Regions from separate parts of the Bos taurus genome. Here region 1 is linked to region 2. A link is a contact called in public Hi-C data. All regions are on one chromosome and are shown on one strand. The core of a region is the stretch at or near the end of the contact, and the rest is flanking DNA. Distances in the headings are between cores, read along the strand shown.

Region 1 (6,053 bases), core at 642-3,141, 360 kb after region 2:
TGAAAGAAGAGAGTGAAAAAAGCTGGCTTAAAACTCAACATTCAAACAACTAAGATCATGGCATCTGGTCCCATCACTTCATGGCAAATAGATGGGGAAACAATGGAAACCATGACAGACTTTATTTTCTTGGGCTCCAAAATCACTGTAGATGGTGACTGCAGCCATGAAATTAAGACACTTGCTCCTTGGAAGAAAAGCTATGACCAACCTAGACAGCATATTAAAAAGCAGAGACAATACTTTGCCAATAAATGTGTGTATAGTCAAAGGTATGGTTTTTCCAGTAGTCATGCATGGATATGAGACTTGGGCAATAAAGAAGGCTGAATGCTGAAGAATTGATGCTTTCCAACTCTGGTGTTGGAGAACACTCTTGAGAGTGCCTTAGACTGCAGGGAGATCAAACCAGTGAATCCTAAAGGAAATCAACCCTGAATATTCTTTGGAAGGAATGCTGAAACTGAAGCTCCAATACTTCGGCCATCTAATGCAAAGAACCAACTCATTGGAAAAGATCGTGATGCTGGGAAAGATTGAAGGCAGGAGGAGAAGGGGATAACAGAGGATGAGATGGTTGGATGGGATTACCAACTCAAAGAACGTGAGTTTGTGCAAACCCCAGGAGATGGTGAAGGACAGGGAAGCCTGGCGTGCTGCAGTCCATCGGGTCTCAAAGAGTCAGACACAACTGAGCCACTGAACAACAACAACAAGAATATGCTATTTAGAACAGAAACAGTCGAAACCCACTCTCTCTTTTCAGAGTTAGGGAAATTCCAAGGGGTAACGTTCTGTTCCAAGAATATCAGACTTGCAGAATGTGTTTTATTGAAGGCAGGCAGGCAACTCCCTGCTTTACAGTAATCAATATTTTCATGCCCTGTCCTGCAAATGCAAATAGAAAGCTTGCTCTAAATTCCTGATGCCTTTCAGAAAGTTACAGGGCATATTATTTTTTCTGCCTTGTTTATTTTTGTCCTGGATAGCAGTCAATCAGGGATTCAGTTCTTTTACTCTTATAATTAACATTTATTTACCTTTTCTTTGAGAATCCCATACCTTTTGTACAGGAGTAGCCAAGTTGAGTCATAACAAGACTAAGGAGGCAGTATAGACCTGGAACACCAGATGTGGTGCCTCTGAGCCTCGCTTTCCTGTTCTGTGTAGAAGCGCTAAGTGGATGTTTTCTTCTACTAGAAATGACACCGATGCTGTATGTGTCTTGGATAAGAAGTGAATTAAAACCAGAAAATATCTTTGCACTAATGTTTCTTTTAAGTCCTTTCACAGCGCTACTGTTGTGCGATCAGGTGGATGAATTTCTTTCTTTCAAGAAGTCTGTATCTAAATCATAACTTAATAAATAGACCATTTCAGAAAAACAATACTGTCTGGCACATTTCAACTTCAAGGAAGTTTTCTCTGACTGTACACTTCTCTGAGTGTATCTGGTCTGTAATTCTTGGAGAGCATCAGCCGTCTGCCCGCAGTGGCTGTTTCCTGTGTTTACACTCTGGCCCAGGCCTCCCTTGGTACTGAACATGAACCATTTTGCAGTGCTGCTTGTTTTTCAGGGGCTTTGTCCGGCTCCTGCATCTATATACCACACGCTCCACAATGCCCAGTGTATTTGTAGGCACCCAATAAATATTTGAGAAAGAAACGAATTTCTTTTCCCGTCACCTTCTAATACGCTGATAGACATCAAACCTAAGTTAGAAGTTCGCGATGATGATGTTTCTAAACTGGATACAAACAAAGACGTTCTTGTTTCTGCCATTTTGAGAAAGTCGTGTGAGTGCTGGAGATCAGAGGAGAAAAGCTTTGCAGATGCCTGGAAGCCCGTCCAGTCTACAGGACTCCAGGGAGTGCACTGGCTGCCTTTCCTCCTGCACAGTTGCAACACAAGTGGCCACAGTTGTTTACCAACCCGGATCCAATTCCTATCTCTGACCTCATTTCTTTAATCCACAAATATCAGGTCACTATATATTTTAATCTTATTCAATTCCCAGGAAAAGGCCTGCTGTCATAATCAGATTTCAGCTGAGGAGTGAAAGCCATGATATGAAAAGTCTAGCATCCTGTGACAAACTTGGATTAAGCTATGATTGTGTAAATGTCGTTACTGCAAAATCCAAGGTCAGAATTTACATGCTCTTCCTTAATGATGACTTGCTAGCTTTGGCTTGACTATGCTGTAATCAACTGAAAACATTCCATTCTTGGGAATCTTTTATCTTCTAGTCAATCTAGTTTGGCAGATCTTGTTATGCCTTAATATTTTTGAAACTATTAAAGTAAACAATAAATGATCTTTCTGGGAAATGCTGCAATGGAGGTGCTTCTGGAGGTGGACTTTTCATAGTTCTATTTCTGATAAATAATCAGGTTTTTTTCCCTTTAAATAACTACAGAGATTGTTCTATTGCTCAAACGACCATTTGGGACAGGGGTTTTCCCATCTGCCTTCCTCCCCTTTAATTTCTACTTTTAATGAATGAAAGTAGGGTGAGAACTTACAGGGCTGGTTGTCATAATTGCTATTGCTAGGTGTGGACGTTAGTCACAATAGTGATTTATGCAGGCTTTCAAGTTACCATATGGAAGTGCAGCTCCAATGGGGAGAGAAAACGGGGTTCCCTTGTCCCATTCTGCCCTGCAGTGCCAAGGCATTATAGAGTAATCAATAGGAGCAATTTGCTTTAGATTCAGATATTACCTGGATTCCCAATCTTTCAATCCATGATACTTGGGTAAGTGACACTTCCTTATAAGTCTCAGTGCCCATGTCTGCATAAGACAGTGGTAACCATCTTATGGAACAATGTCTGTGTAAATGAGATGATGCTTATCAAGTGGTTAGCACAGAGCTGGGAGCATAATGAGTTCAATCAATGGCATCCATTACTATCACATCTCAAATAATGCCTGACTTCTGTAAATCTACTGGGGAAAAGGATTCAAAACCCTCTTGACTGGCAACTCATTTCATACATGATAGTATACATGTCTCTATGCCATTCTCCCAAATCAGTCCAGGTTCGATGCACGATACTGGATGCTTGGGGCTGGTGCACTGGGACGACCCAGAGGGATGGTATGGGGAGGGAGGAGGGAGGAGGGAGGAGGGTTCAGGATGGGGAACACATGTATACCTGTGGCGGATTCATTTCGATATTTGGCAAAACCAGTACAATATTGTAAAGTTTAAAAATAAAATAAAATTTAAAATAAGCTATAAAAAAAAAAACACAAAAAACCCTCTTGATATAGGGGTGTGAAATACCTCAGTATTTGCTTCCAGTTCACAGGGTACCTCCTTGAAACTTTACAAATGTGGAAAACAACATTATGGCAGGCCTGCCTTAGTGATGTGATCATTTCAGGGTTTCTCCATATCCTAAACATTCCAATTTTTTAAATCCATTTTAGACACATTTAGGAATTCCTGGGTGAGCTTGGGATATTCATTAACATCTCTGAGCCTCCATAGTCTCAGCTGTAAAAGAGGTATAAGACTTGCTTTGAAACATGGTCATGAGTATAAAAAAGGAAAACAAGATTTCAATGTAAAAGGTTTCAGTTTAACAGTAAGAAATAGAGAGAGACCCAGGAGGAAGAACCTATTACATCTAAATTTTTCTTTCTGGTAAATGTTCCTTCTATTCTCCTCAACCTCATGGCACACGTTACCAGCTTTGGAGCAACTAATGAATAGTCGGTAATCTCCCTTAGGAGAGGGCCACTGGGTGACGCTGTATTGGTCTCAGCCACAGTAAACCTTTTGCCCAGAGAAAATGTAGAGTCTACTAGCAGAAAGCTGGTGCTTTCTTACTGGCCTTTAGCAAGGACCTGATTCCCTTCAACAAAATGAGTAATTGTTGTTGAAAAAAGCCTATGTGCATTTATATAGTGAGAGGTGTTTTATGGGATTAGGTGAGTAATGAAAAAGTAATCATTATCATAATTTTATAACCTAGACATAAAAAAGTGGAGAAGGACCCACTTTTTAAAATATTTGCCATTTAATATCTTCAGGCAAGTCAATATATTGTCTTATAAATCAGCAAGCAGTAGCCTGGGGTTAGAGGCTGGAAGGTTTAGAGGAGGAAGGGACCTTAGATGTCACATAACACTGTCTGCCTTTCACAAAGAGGAGCAAACGCAGGACCACAGAGGGCCAGGGAACATGCCAAGGTCAGGCACAGCCATTTGTTTTGATTACCTCTAGAGAGTTGGAGAAGGAAATGGCAACCCACTCCAGTTTTCTTGCCTGGAGAATCCCAGGGACGGAGGAGCCTGGTGGGCTGCCATCTATGGGGTCGCACAGAGTCAAATACGACTGAAGCAACTTAGCAGCAGCAGCAGAGAGATTCTCAGCTTCCCTGGTGGCTCAGATGGTAAAGAATCTTCCTGCAATGCAGAAGGCCTGGGTTCAATCCCTGGGTCAGGAAGATCCCCTAGAGAAGGAAATGGCAACCCACTCTTGTATTCTTGTCTGGAGAATCCCATGGACAGAGGAAGCTGGCAGGCTACAGTCCATGGGATTGCAAAGAGTCGGACATGACTGAGTGACTAACACACACACACACACACACACACACACACACACATTCTCACGACACACACTGCCTCTCTCTGGAAAGTGAGGTAAGAGTTACCCAACCGAATTTTGAAATAAGGTCAGTTATAAAAACATGTGGCGGCCATCTTCTCTTTTATTATTTAGAAAAGGCTCGTCTGAACTTGTTCTCAGGAGACACAGACTGAGAGAGAAGGAATGTATTTTTTCACGTGTCAGGAAGCCAGGAGTCATAGAACATCCATATCTAGAGAAAGGTGAGATAAAAAAAATCACTGAAATACAGACTGTTCACGAGCTGTTTCTGAAATGCAGGCTTTGTGAGAAAGAACCAAAGGCAACAGAGAGCACAATCCATAACCACGTGCTCTTGGTGTGGATGTGCTGGACAGAATGTCCATGTGGTTGGATCACAGAAATGATCCACTGGAAAGAAGGTTGCAGTGTTTCTCAAAGGCAGACAAGGGAGGAAAGCAACATTTGTTGAGATTCCCTTAGCCCTGGAAGTGCTTACAAACAGCAAGGTCAGGATTTGAACCTAGGTTCAGCTAAGTTTAAAGTCCAGGTTATTTCCCAGCAAGCCAAAGAAATGTCCCAACTCCAGCCTCCTCCTGGCGTGTGGACAAGCAAGTATCTCTTCCAGCAGGTGATTATACTTTCCACAGACGGGAATTGTGTACAGGGCTGGGGGGAAGGCCAGCAGCTGCAACGTGCTTGGCACAAAGGCTGGAACTGCAGGAACTAATCCAGACGAACTAGTCATCACAGCTGACTGGTAAGGGAAGTTGACTTTAGGGAATCAATATCTGCAAGCATCTTCATTGCACCATTATGTAGACAGACTAAACTGATTGGTTAAACTAATCGTTAAGATCAGACTTTGTTTTGGAACCTAAAAGTTTATTAAGATGAGAGAGAAGACGCTTCCTAAAACACAGACTGTCAATAGTCAAGAGGGAGATTGTGGGAGAGGGAATTCCGCTTAAAATGCAAAACCAAATATTACAAGACTAAAATTTTTATGGCGTATTATAGAAAGTAAAACCAAAACCCCATGTTATGAAAGTAATGAATCATTCTTTAAAATAAAAACAGTCCAAACTTTATACCCAAACACTCTTCCATCTTGTAGAATCACTGAAAGATTCTAAGTGTTCTCATTCATCTTCCCTCTTCTGAAAAAGGGCACATGCTTTCACAAATACATTCACTACAAGTCCAGAAGTGGACAGCATTGTGTTCTCACTGTCCAAGGCCACTTCATGGTGCTGGGCACACACAAATAGGCGTTTCTTTAAAATCAAAACACTCACACCAATCACCCACCAAAGGTTCCTTCACCTGCTGTCTCCTGGTCCACTGGCAGGACTTGAAGGAGAAACCTCCCTTCTTGGGTTGAGACTCTGGAGCTCTTGTCCATCCTTCCATATTCTCCAGTAACTCCCCTCCACAGAGAATCATCTGA
Region 2 (5,899 bases), core at 2,066-4,565:
TAGAGTGAATCATCCTATTCAGGGATTCGTTTGAGGGCAACAATAATGGCATCAGTAGCTTTCACTGACTGAAGGTCCTCTATGCCGGGCACTCAGTCTACTTATACTGTATCTAGTTTCCTTGCTGACATTGCCAGAAGGGGATGACTTTTCTCTCTTGAGCAGTGAAGCACTTGAGACACAGAGTTGATAAGTAAACTGCTCAAGGGTTCATAGGTAGTAAATGACTTTATTAGCGTGAGAAGCCAGGTTCTCTAGCTTAGACGGCTCTCTCCACAACACACCGTGCTGTCTGAACATCTTCGTTGCACCATGCATAGAGGTAGGGAGATGTCAGTAAAGAGCAGGCAAGGTAATGGCAAGGAAAGAACATGATTTTGGACCTAAACAGATTTGTGTTCAATTTCGACTTCCCTGGTGGCTCAGACAGTGACTTCCCTGGTGGCTCAGACAGTAAAGCGTCTGTCTACAATGCGGGAGACCCAGGTTTGATCCCTGGGTTGGGAAGATCCCCTGGAGAAGGAAATGGCAATCCACTCCAGTACTATTGCCTGGAAAATCCCATCGACAGAGGAGCCTGGTAGGCTACAGTCCATGGTGTTGCAAAGAGTCGGACATGAATGAGCGACTTCACTTTCACTTTCACTTTCGAGCCATACCACTTACTGATTGTATGACTTTGGGCAGATTCCTGAAACTCTTTGTACTTTGATGTCCTTGTTTTAAAATCACCATTGAAATAAATAAATAAAGCCACTGACTGCACAGAGCTGCTACCAGGATTAAATGAATGCTAAATACCTAGAAAATCACCATGTGTGTCATCGGTTCCTTCTCTCCTCCCTTTTTGTTGATGCAGATCCTTTAAAAGTTTGCCACCCACCTTATTGTTGCTGATGGAAGTTCCTAAGGACATCTACAGCAGGGCCTTTCAGGGACCGGCAAGTAAGTGTATTAGAGAGGCAGATAACAGGCACTGAGAGATAAAGGCAGTGCTGTGAAGAAGAGATGGAAAACCAATCCAGAAACCAGGCAATGGGAGGCAGTGTGGTCCCTTTTGTTAGGAGAGCTTTTCCAAAGCAGAGCCCTGGAAGCCTTTGCATGTCAAAAGCATTTTAAATGCTTTCCTCAGGTGCACACATATGGTATTGCTTCTGTGGCAAAGAAAGCGTGGTCTTATCAAAATGGAATTGATTTTTTCCAAAGGAATCTCAAGACTTCGTTAATGGAACATTGCAAACAATATCAAAAGCCAACTCTTTTTTCTACAAGCTGGCTACGCACTCTAGGACATAGCATAGCTAATCAACTAAACTTCCATGCTTATTAAATTTTTACTGAGCACTTTGAGAGATCTCATACATCAATCACTTCATTAATCCTTTAAAAAAAAAAAAGCCCTGTGAGGAGATTATTATTTTGTATGTTGCAAGTGAATAATCGGAAACTCAGAGAGGTTAAATGTCTTGCACAAAATCACATAGTCAGAAATTGTTGGTGAGATTTGAGCTGATTTGGTCATTTAGTCAATAAATATTTACTGAATGACTACCAAGTGCCAGGTCTATGTTTCGAAAGCTAATGTTCTTTCCACTAATTCTTCCTAGTAAAATAAATATAATAGTGTTCGTATCATTAATAATGTTTTCTCCAAAAGTGAAGCAGTTTGGCCTTATAGCTCAGGATAAATAATCAGGCTGATCATCTTGGCCAGGCAAGTATCCACATGGCTCAACATTACTTCACGTGTGCTCTTTTCAAAGCTGGATGCTTAAAAAGAATGGTCTTCTACAGTCAGAAGTGCCTTTCTCAGACAGTATATGGAAGTGTCTGCACTTAATGGTTTATAAAGCTTTGGGTGGATGATACATTTTAGAATGTGTACTTATTTCAAAGTTGAAAAAAAGCTAAGATAATGGACTTCTCTGGTGGTCCAGTGGTTAAGAATCTGCCTGCTAGCGCAGGAGATGCGGATTTGATCCCTGGTCCGGGAAAATCACACGTGCTTTGGAGCAACTAACCTCATGCACCACAACTACTGAAGCCCGAGTGCCATAGAGCCCTTGCTTCACAACAAGAAAAGCTATAGCAACGAGGAGCCCTTGAATCGCAATGAAGAGTCGTCCCAGCTCAAACTAGAGAAAGCCTGCACACAGCACTGAAGACCCAATTCAGCCATAAATAAAGAAAGAAGCAAAGATTAGTATATGCCACTCACTAAAAAATGGAAAATCCAATTGTTCTAGTGCCTTGCATTTATACACTTTCCAGTGTATGATAATATAAACAGTGTCATTTTAGCCTCATATCCATCTTCTGTGAGATCCACAAGGTGATGGTCGTTGTATCCATTCCTGGGGAAACCGAAGTTCAAGTTGTGAAGGTCACCAATGTTTTAGAAATGTCCAAGTTCACATCACTATTTAAAGGCAGAACCAGGATTTGAACTTAGGTTCTGTTCACTCTTTCTGGTATGCAGTCTGCATGAGCCAGGATGAGCAAGATTACGTTGCAGTAACAAATGGACTTCAGATCTCAGGGGCTCACAGTAATATAGCTTGATTTCTTGCTCATGTCCCATGTCACCTGTGGCTTTGGTCTACTTTTTGTTTACAGGGGGATCTGGATGACAGATCCTCTACCTGGAACACAGGCGGTTATGGGGCAGAGTGAAAAGCAGGAGTGACGGACCTCACACTGGCTCTGAAATCCTCTGATAGAAAGTGGCTGTCAGTCTCAGTTCATTGGCCAAATCAAGTCACATGCACTTACCCCATATAATAGAGCAGAGATGTTTTCTCTTTCCACAGGGTGGGGCCCCAAACAGGAGTAAAAATGTTTCAATTTATGTTAGGGTAGTGATAGATAAAGTCATTTTATCCATCATCTTCTTGTACCATGAAGGTATTCACTAATCAATGTGGTACCGATTAAGAAACATTTCAGATAGGCTCAGCCAAGCAGTCATCTTATACAATTTAAAAATAAAATAACTAAATAAATTTAATATTTAAAAAATAAGCTCTAAAATATGCCTATTGTGCATGAAACCTCCTGCATTTTCAAATAAAGCAACTTTAGCTCTGGGAATAAACTTCCCATTGTTGGCAGAAAAATTGTATACTAACACTGACGTGATCCTGTGAATGGTCATCAGAGTGTCATATTTGAATGTGCAATGAATAAACATTGACAGAAATCCCCTTTGCCATGTGACTTCAAAACAGATACCAGTCGGTAGGGAACTACCGTTGTGCTGAGTAGGGGAAAAAAAAAAAATGTTCATACACTCTCCCTCCATGGAGCAAAAATCCCCTGCCAAAAATCACCTCTCCAGAAAACGCAGGACACACGTGGATTCTCACATGTGTTTGAGCACGCAGCCCCACCCCCTGGAAAGTCCTCCTGGCAGAGCCATTTAAACAAAGATCAGAGGAAGACAGAAGTAGGACATGAAACGGAGTCCAGGCATTCACAGAATCTTGCCTTCCCTTGAATCAACTGGGGCTCTAAAAAAAAAAAAAAAAAGAGAGAAAAGAATCATTCAGCAAGAGTTTAAAGTAGACAATTTCTAAGGTTGCCTGGCTTATAATGTCCCTGACAATTTTAACACCTTATGATTCTGTACATTTCTGGGATGAGAAGAAGCAAATCTATTTTCTCATTTAAGTACAAAAGAGAAAGAGGAAAAGGACTGCTTTATGTAATAAAATTGAGCAAGGAACAATACTGAAAAAGCATGTTCTAGGAACTATAAAGTTGTCTTGGGTTAGGCAATCTGCATATAAAATTCTGTTCCTTAAAGTTGCTTTGGCATTGAGTCCAGACTTGGTTTGTAGAAGTGACACTTCTCTAATACTTCTTTGAGAGAAGTGAGGGGAAGGAGGAATGCCCTGACTTAGAACTTTACCTTAGACTTTTTATAAAGGTCACCGAAGGGAAAAACTCATAAAGAATCATTGCCCTTTAGTCACTTTCAAGTATGAGACACGTTGTCCTTGGATAAAGGAGAACAGTTATAGCGTGTTACACTTTAGGTTAAATAATTAAATTGCTATGTCTTTTCTTTCCCCTGTGACTTTATATAGAATTCATGTTGAAATAAACCTAGATTATTAGGAAATATTTCTAAGTACATATAATTGTGCTTTTCTGAAATGCTTGGATGTAGCTCTTTGATTTTACTGGCATAACTGTCGCCAGCAAATCTCCAAAATGAATATTCACATTTTAATGTAGCCATAAGCAAAATGGGGTTTCAGGTACCAAAACACCAAAATAGGCTATGTGATGAAAGATGTTAAGGAGGAAAACGATACATTAACTATTTCTTCTCTAACAACCAATCTGAGAGTCTATTGCTTCTGTGGCTGCTTTCTATAGAAAGAAAGTGAGGACAGGAGTTGTGTCGACTCTTTTGAGTCCAACCCGACATGAACAAACTCATGTGATGGCTAACAGAGGTAAGTAGTACAAGAACAACATCCATGAAAAAAGATAGTGGCTCGTTTTGAGAAGAGAGGATGAATTATAGTGTCACAGGGTCAAAAGATTTAAAAGGAAATGTTGGGGTTCTGGGGGCTTAAACATAGCTTTTTCCTTTTCAAACTAATTCAGATTTCTCTTCAAATCCTTAATCAAATGTTTTACGAGGCCTACAGGTAGTAGTGGAATTCAGTGAAACTATACAGAGAATCAAAAAATTTTGTATACATATACATACCAGTATGTATATATATATACACACACATATATTTTGAGATATATTATAATTATATATGGATATATGGGCTTCTCAGGAGGTATGGTGGTAAAGAATCCATCTGCCAATGCAGGAGATGCAAGAGATATGGGTTCCATCCCTGTGTTGGGAACATTCCCTGGAGTAATACCCCACTCCAGTATTCTTGCCTGGAAAATCCCATGGACAGAGGATACCACTGAGCACACACACACATACACACATGGATGTATATCTATTCATATACCTATATGGAGATGCACACACACACACCATACATACTTATACATATATGGACACACACACATATATATATATGTACAGACATACATATGGTATATATACACACATACATAATGATTTTCCTTAATTTATGATTGGATTACATCCTGATAAACCTATCATAAATTGAAAATGCCATAAAAGTCAAAGATGCATTTAATACACTTAATCTACCAAACATCACAGTTTAGCCTAACCAACCTTAAACGTGCTCAGAACACTTGCGTTAGCCTTCAGTTGGCAAAATCATCTAACACAAAGCCTGTTTTGTAATAAGGTGCTGGATATCTCATGTGATTTATTGAATACTGTACTGAAAGTGAAAAACAGAACGGTTGTGTGGGTCCAGAATGGCTGTAAGTGTATCGATTGTTCACAGCTGTGTTCGCAGAGCTGACTGGGAGCTGCTGTCGCTGCCCAGCATCTTGAGAAAATATCAGACCACATAGCACTAACCCAGGAAAAGATCAAAATTCAAAGTACAGATTCTATTGAATGCATATCACTTTTGCACCATCATAAAATCAAACTCTTGTAAGTCAGGACCATTTGTATATGAATACATATATGTGCACATACATTCATATATGCATTTAACTGGTTATGGCACAGCTATTCAACTGCATTTAAAAACAATTGAACTCAGTCTTATATCAGCTCCAAAAATAAATGACAAAATTAAAGACAATTGTACAAAAAAATACTTTCAAGAAAATCCAGCACATTATATGTGCTTATATGTACAAACCACCAGTGAAAGCCAACTTTCTTGACTGATGCATTTCTTGATCTAATACAGAAGCTATAAAGAAAAGATCAGGGAGGTCCCTTGGGGAAGGAAATAGCAACCCACTTCAGTATTCTTGCCTGGAAAAT

What was found. Hi-C and Micro-C count contacts between places; a contact is called where the count stands out from the background.
Region 1: a Hi-C map of liver shows a contact between it and region 2, with 2.9 times the contacts expected there. The contact joins two enhancer-like sites. A contact is called at or near these places in 2 of 11 Hi-C or Micro-C datasets (liver and skeletal muscle).

The regions. Positions count from the first base shown.
Region 1 is chr5:22,296,895-22,302,947 of ARS-UCD2.0, forward strand. No RefSeq gene overlaps it. Among named protein-coding and RNA genes, the nearest start is that of PLEKHG7, 260 kb to the right of the region's middle. Within about 2 kb of position 1,892, at least 5 of the 102 cell types and tissues checked have an H3K27ac peak or open chromatin away from gene starts, as enhancers often do. A contact at or near this core is called in liver, where this site is marked.
Region 2 is chr5:21,936,141-21,942,039 of ARS-UCD2.0, forward strand. No RefSeq gene overlaps it. Among named protein-coding and RNA genes, the nearest start is that of BTG1, 76 kb to the right of the region's middle. Within about 2 kb of position 3,316, at least 6 of the 102 cell types and tissues checked have an H3K27ac peak or open chromatin away from gene starts, as enhancers often do. A contact at or near this core is called in liver, where this site is marked.